Regions from separate parts of the Mus musculus genome. Here region 2 is linked to region 1. A link is a contact called in public Hi-C data. All regions are on one chromosome and are shown on one strand. The core of a region is the stretch at or near the end of the contact, and the rest is flanking DNA. Distances in the headings are between cores, read along the strand shown. Region 1 holds the start of Gmds (GDP-mannose 4, 6-dehydratase). Region 2 has its middle 60 kb from the start of Gmds.

Region 1 (2,879 bases), core at 178-2,677:
ATACAAAATGCTGGCCGCTTACATTGCTATACGCCATACTAACATGGCACACAACATCCTAACTCAATTTCTTGATAATACTAAGTGAAAGTTTACTTTAGAGAGTATGTGAATGCAGTTAACATCTGGGCTTAAGAACCAGTCTGAAAACTTGGGAAAAGAGAACCATCTGAAAGATCTCTAGCATTAGAAAAGAGAGGTGACATGGGGGGGGGTGCACAGTTCTATGGTAGAGCACCCCTGAGGAGTCCCTGACTTGACGTTTTTATCCTCAACCCTGGACCCTTTTCCTACCTCTTCTATCTTACTAGTTGGTAAACGTTTATTTATCGAAAGTACCTTAAACAAGATGCAATGATAACTGAAAGAATGATCAGTAGCTAGTAACTGAAATAGTCTAATGTCTGGGAACTGTGTATCTGCTCTTTGGTAAAACGAGAGAACTTTAAGACCACTTCCAACCCCAACAATACACTTCCTACCTGTTGGGCTTCAGGTAATTCAAACTCATTTTCCTCAATCTTAAACTGGAAATAAGGACTTTGTTGTATGGAAGCTAACTAGTCAGTATTAACCAAGTAACTCCGATATGGTAAGTATGCTGGTGTGGGCCATATTAGCTTTATTATCATCTTTACCATCTTCGCTTTAGCATTGACCACCATCAGATGTCCTGGGATACACAGAAAACAGATGCCCTACAGCAAGTAACAAGGACATTACTTCAACACCCCTGAATCTCACTCTACACAACTTGACAAGGCAGTGGTTAGCCTTATCTGTTGCCATACCTCTATGAGATGACTGTCATAAATTAGTCATGCCTAGCATAGGCCATGGGGTCCCAACATTCAAGACAGCACAGCCTAATTACCTCACCCAAGGAGTTCATGCCTTTGGAATTAGAAAAGTCGGTCTCACTTTGGGACTCCACATACTGACATATTCCTCGCCCCTTTCCTTCCCTGCACCAGGATCTACAAAGTACGAAATTCCTTCCAAGAGCTCACTTGGGCTCCAGGAAAGAAACTACAGTCACCCAGGGGACAGGTGGAGCAGAGTGGTCCGGTTGCTTAGCACCACCAGCTCACACCCCCAGAAGGATCAGAGAGCCATGCTGCTGGGGCTGAAGCTGTCCCATCCCGCAGCCGCTCACACCTTCCGGGACTCGTGGAGCGCAGTTCCCGGTGGCACAGCGGCCCTGCGCGGGGAGGCGGCCCACGTGCCCCCGGGCTACAGGCCGCTCGTCCCCGCCCCGCACTCACCTGTCCGGTGATGCCAGTGATGAGAGCCACCTTCCTGAGCTTGCCCATCTCGCCATCCCCGGAGCCCGGGTAGCTCGGGCACTTAGCGGGAGCTTGAGCCATGTCGCCTCAGGCGGGTGAGCGTGCGGCCGAGAGGAAGGCGGAGTGGAACGAGCCGCGGGCCGGCAGGGACCAGGGTGCGCGCGCCAGTCGTTTCACGGAGCTGCAGCGGCCGCCACGGTCTGACAGGGCGCGCGGGAGGCCGGGCGTGGAGCGAGGGGCGGGCCAGCTTAGTCGGGGCGGGCGGCGCGAGCCGGGCTGAGGCCTGGCTGGCGCCGCGTCACTCGCCCAAGCAGCGACGCGTCAGCAGCGCCCCCGACAGCTCCGCCCCTGCCGGGGTCTCCGCGCTGAGCCACGCCTCTCTGGGGGCGGGGCCTGAGGGCGCCGGGCCCCTGGAAGAGGAAGGATGTAAGTCTGCGGTCAGAGTAGAGGATATGGCCTGCATGGGCCTCGGTCTCCGGGAATCCTCATATCGCCCCATGATGCCAGGAGGAATGACGAGCTGACCTTCTCGGTAGGAAAGAGCTCTGAAATCCAAATCTAGGTATCCAAGGCTGGAGTCATCGACCTTATTAAATTTCTAGAAATCTGCTTCATTGTCTTTGTGAGCAGGTCAGTTTTAACATTTCTCGAAGGCACTAGAGTTTCAAGGCTACTCTAACCTGTGAATCTTCTGTGAACATTAGCAGTTTGCTAATGTTTGGACTAGTTTGGGGGTTCCCGGTAATTCCGTTCAAGGAACAGTATTTACTTCGAGGGCTGGAAGTTTCTGGCCCCGCCCCCATCCTGCATAAGGAAACAATTGACAAAAATCCACAGGTCAGTAAAACCTGTACAAATTTCATGAGGTGGGGTTGTTGCAGTGTCTTTTGAACTTGTTTCTATTTAGTGCATGCACACTGACAGATTCACTGACTGAGAAAGGCTGACAAAGGACTCAGACATAGGGACAAGGGTGTAGGGAAGAAACACACACACATACACACGTACACACATACTGTCCAGCTTATCTCTCCAATAAACATCCTCAAACCGTCTTTCCCTTTGCAAACTGAGCTACTAGGACAGGGCCCAATAGAACCTGCTAGATATGATACAAACCTGTAGTTCCAAAACCAGAGTGCCCAAACTCCTCGGAAACATTCCAAACTTTATACATAGGCTTGTCTGGTTTAATATTTTTACCTTTCCTCTAGCGCATTCTATATGGAAAATGAGACCTAGAAGTTGGGGAAATATATTCCTTAAGGCAAGAAATGTCTAAAATCTAGATGATCTTTAACTATTGATTTAGTTTTATGTAAATATGTTGTAATGTAAGGATAAATAGAAAAAAATGAATACTTAGGAGAGATATGTCCCATTTGTTCTGTAGGTCTGACACCTTCTATCATACTAATGAATACTAGGAATTTATCTGTCTAGTAAAAAATTTAACAGAAAAAAATCATAAAAATCAAATATGTATTGGATGTGCTGAGCTATGGCTTGGTGGTAAAGCACTTGCCTAATGGGATTGATGCCCAATAGTACAAAAGTAAACAAATAAAACCAATATTTTTTAGGGCCTGGAAA
Region 2 (2,879 bases), core at 206-2,705, 60 kb after region 1:
CCTTTGCAAAATGATTACCCTATCTGGGATTGTTAATTGTTACCATCCAGTAATGGAGGAATGGAGAGGGTTGCCAGATCTTTACCAAAGCAACTGGTCTCTTCCTACCTACCACCTGTTGTAAGCAACACAACTCTTCCTTATTTATATGAATCTTAGGGAGGGGTTAAATTTATTGGTGGGGTTGGGGGTAACTAAAAGCTAGAGGCAACATCTATGCCTCTATATGTCCTGATCCCTATTTGGTAAAGGCTTTTTAGGTGGGATCCATTGGCATGTGTGCAGTGGTGGTAGAATCTACATTCCTGTACGTAGCACTTCATTTGTGCCTTGTAAGGGAGTCCAAAAAGCCACTTGGTTCTTCAGAGTGAACTTCAGTGGAATTGTGCCCTGGCTTGTTATTGAAACCTTAGGAGAAGGGGTAGATATTAATTACATCTCCCCCTGGGAGGGAAGTTGTAGGCTTAGAATTTTTTAAAACCCATGTTATTTAGGGTTCTAGAATGCTTCAACCTCCCTTCTAGCCCACCATACCAATGCAAGAGCATCATCATTGAAGACCAGCAAAGCATTGCAAGGGGAACCAATGCAAGAGCATAGCTCACTGTCTGTTGGATTCTACTTATACTCTTTCCAAACATCACACATCCTCTCAAGGGGCTGCCACAGCAAAATATCCTCTCATAAGACAGCTTCCAAAAAATATCACATGACACAACTGGGTCTCCAAAAAAAAATCCTCAGGAATTTCTACTTCAGGAAGTTTAGCAAAATAGGACAAGATGACCTGCTAAAGTGACCTTGGGCATTAAACATGGATAGGATAGATACAGAAGGAAAAAGAAATGGGCTGAGGGTTGGGGAATCATGGGAGATATAGGCTATGAAAACAAACAGGCCTGTTTGTTGGCTTTAAAATGGGCGAGATTCTCTTGTGTTCCTTCTCTGTCCCTTGAAGAGGTCTTCTGAATGTAGCAATTCTGTTCTTTCCCCCAACTCTTTCTCTGGACACATGGATTACAGATTTTTTTCCAGTCCAGTGACTGTGCTTCTCAGGAAGAGTCTAGACAAATCTAGATCTGGTCACTCCTCTTCAAATTGTTGTAGGGCTCCGGCTGTGCATACTGCCTTTGCCCCTGTGCAGCTCTTGCCGATGTCCTCTGTGCTACTTGGAGTCTGTGTGAAAATTCAGTGTGTACTTCAGGTCCATCAGATTTTTGGCGTGCAGAATGCTATTTAGGTATAATTTAGTTTCTCTTCTACAGTCTCACAGGGTTTTGTTTATCAGATATCCACATTCCACTTTGTCTGAGTTTCCCAAAAATGAGGTACACAGATGGTCTTGGGCTTCTGAGCTTCAGTGAGAGGTCTTTTTGAAATGATGTCTTGTGCCTGCTCTGTCAGTTGCCAGTGCTGTGCACCGAGTGCCAAGGAGAGTGTGGGGTAGGAGCAGGATATTTGTGGTTTCTCTTTCTGCTATTGCTGCTGCTGCTCTGGGAATGGCCTTTCCCCCCAGCTGTTCTGAGTGTCTGTTCCTTTTCTGAGAGCTATTTTTTTTCAGCTTTCTCAAAATGATTCCCTACAGACTCTAACTGACTGTCTTAGTCAGGATTTCTATTTCTGCACAAACATCATGACTAAGAAGCAAGTTGGGGAGGAAAGGGTTTATTCAGCTTACACTTCCATACTGCTGTTGATCACCAAAGGAAGTCAGGACTGGAACTCAAGCAGGTCAGGAAGCAGGAGCTGATGCAGAGGCCATAGAGGGATGTTACTTACTGGCTTGTTTCCCCTGGCTTGCTCAGCCTGCTCTCTTATAGAACCCAAGACTACCAGCCCAGAGATGGTCCCACCCACAAGGGGCCTTTCCCCCTTGATCACTAATTGAGAAAATGCCTTATAGTTGGACCTCATGGAGGCATTTCCTCAACTGAAGCTCCTTTCTCTGTGATAACTCCAGCTGTGTCAAGTTGACACAAAACTAGCCAGTACACTGACCTTGTCTTGGTGTCAGCACCATGTCTTCTTACAGTCCCAGGCTGCATATTTCTTTGGAAGAAGTTATCATGTTAAGGATGGGAGGATTCAGATCTCGGTAAGACAGGGTGAAGGCTCTGTATGTGTCCATTCATGAAAAGTCTGTTTCAGGCTTTCCTTAAAGCACAATTTAAACACCTTGTTATTTAAAGAGTTTATGTCTAGGTATGTCCAGGCCTTAGATGGTTTCAAATTTTGTCAGGACAGCAGTAAATGGAAAGTGAGTTGCAGAGCTGAGGGCCTGCCCAGGCTACTGGAGTGAGGAGGATGAAAATGGTGGAACATGTCAGACACATTTGACACAGAAAACACACACACACATACACACACACACACACACACACACACACACACACACGAACAAATATACACCTCCCAAGGGTTGAATTCAAAAGTAAAAGCAGGGATAAGAGTAAATACTGTTACATAGGGAATTGGATTAACATAACTAAAATTTTTAAAAGATTTATTTATTTTATGTATAGGAGTACACTGTCACTGTCTTCAGACACACCATAAGAGGGCATCAGATCCCATTACAGGTGGTTGTCAGCAACCATGTGGTTGTTGGAAATTGAACTCAGGACCTCTGCAAGACCAATCAGTGCTTGTAAAACCCCTGAGCCATCTCTCCAGCCCTAAAATAACTAATTTTAAAGATAATCTTTTATATATCTGAGCCTTATGAATCTCTACCTAATTTTTACTTAATAGCATTTTAAAAAATAGAGCAAATAAACACGGATGCAGGGGATGTGGGTAGTACACACCCGGAGTGAACACTCTGGTGCGTGATCACTCAGGCATGATAAAACAAATGTTGTCATTAAATAATTTTTTAT

Evidence for each region. Hi-C and Micro-C count contacts between places; a contact is called where the count stands out from the background.
Region 2: a Hi-C map of bone marrow-derived macrophages shows a contact between it and region 1, with 2.0 times the contacts expected there. The contact joins the enhancer-like site here to the promoter of Gmds in region 1. A contact is called at or near these places in 7 of 39 promoter capture datasets (the 3T3-L1 cell line, 3T3-L1-derived adipocytes, the HPC-7 cell line and 4 more), 7 of 484 Hi-C or Micro-C datasets (the C2C12 cell line, bone marrow-derived macrophages, embryonic fibroblasts and 3 more), 4 of 115 datasets of contacts at active chromatin or transcription factors (the HPC-7 cell line, extraembryonic endoderm stem cells, intestinal crypt epithelium and 1 more) and 3 of 9 other capture datasets (liver, macrophages and pancreatic islet).

Annotation. Positions count from the first base shown.
Region 1 is chr13:32,337,117-32,339,995 of GRCm38.p6, forward strand. It overlaps Gmds (GDP-mannose 4, 6-dehydratase), which reads right to left and starts at 1,428. Exons shown (of 11, transcript NM_146041.2): 1 at 1,266-1,428. The coding sequence starts at 1,367.
Region 2 is chr13:32,397,391-32,400,269 of GRCm38.p6, forward strand. No RefSeq gene overlaps it. Among named protein-coding and RNA genes, the nearest start is that of Gmds, 60 kb to the left of the region's middle. Within about 2 kb of position 1,456, at least 19 of the 459 cell types and tissues checked have an H3K27ac peak or open chromatin away from gene starts, as enhancers often do. A contact at or near this core is called in 3T3-L1-derived adipocytes, the C2C12 cell line and bone marrow-derived macrophages, where this site is marked.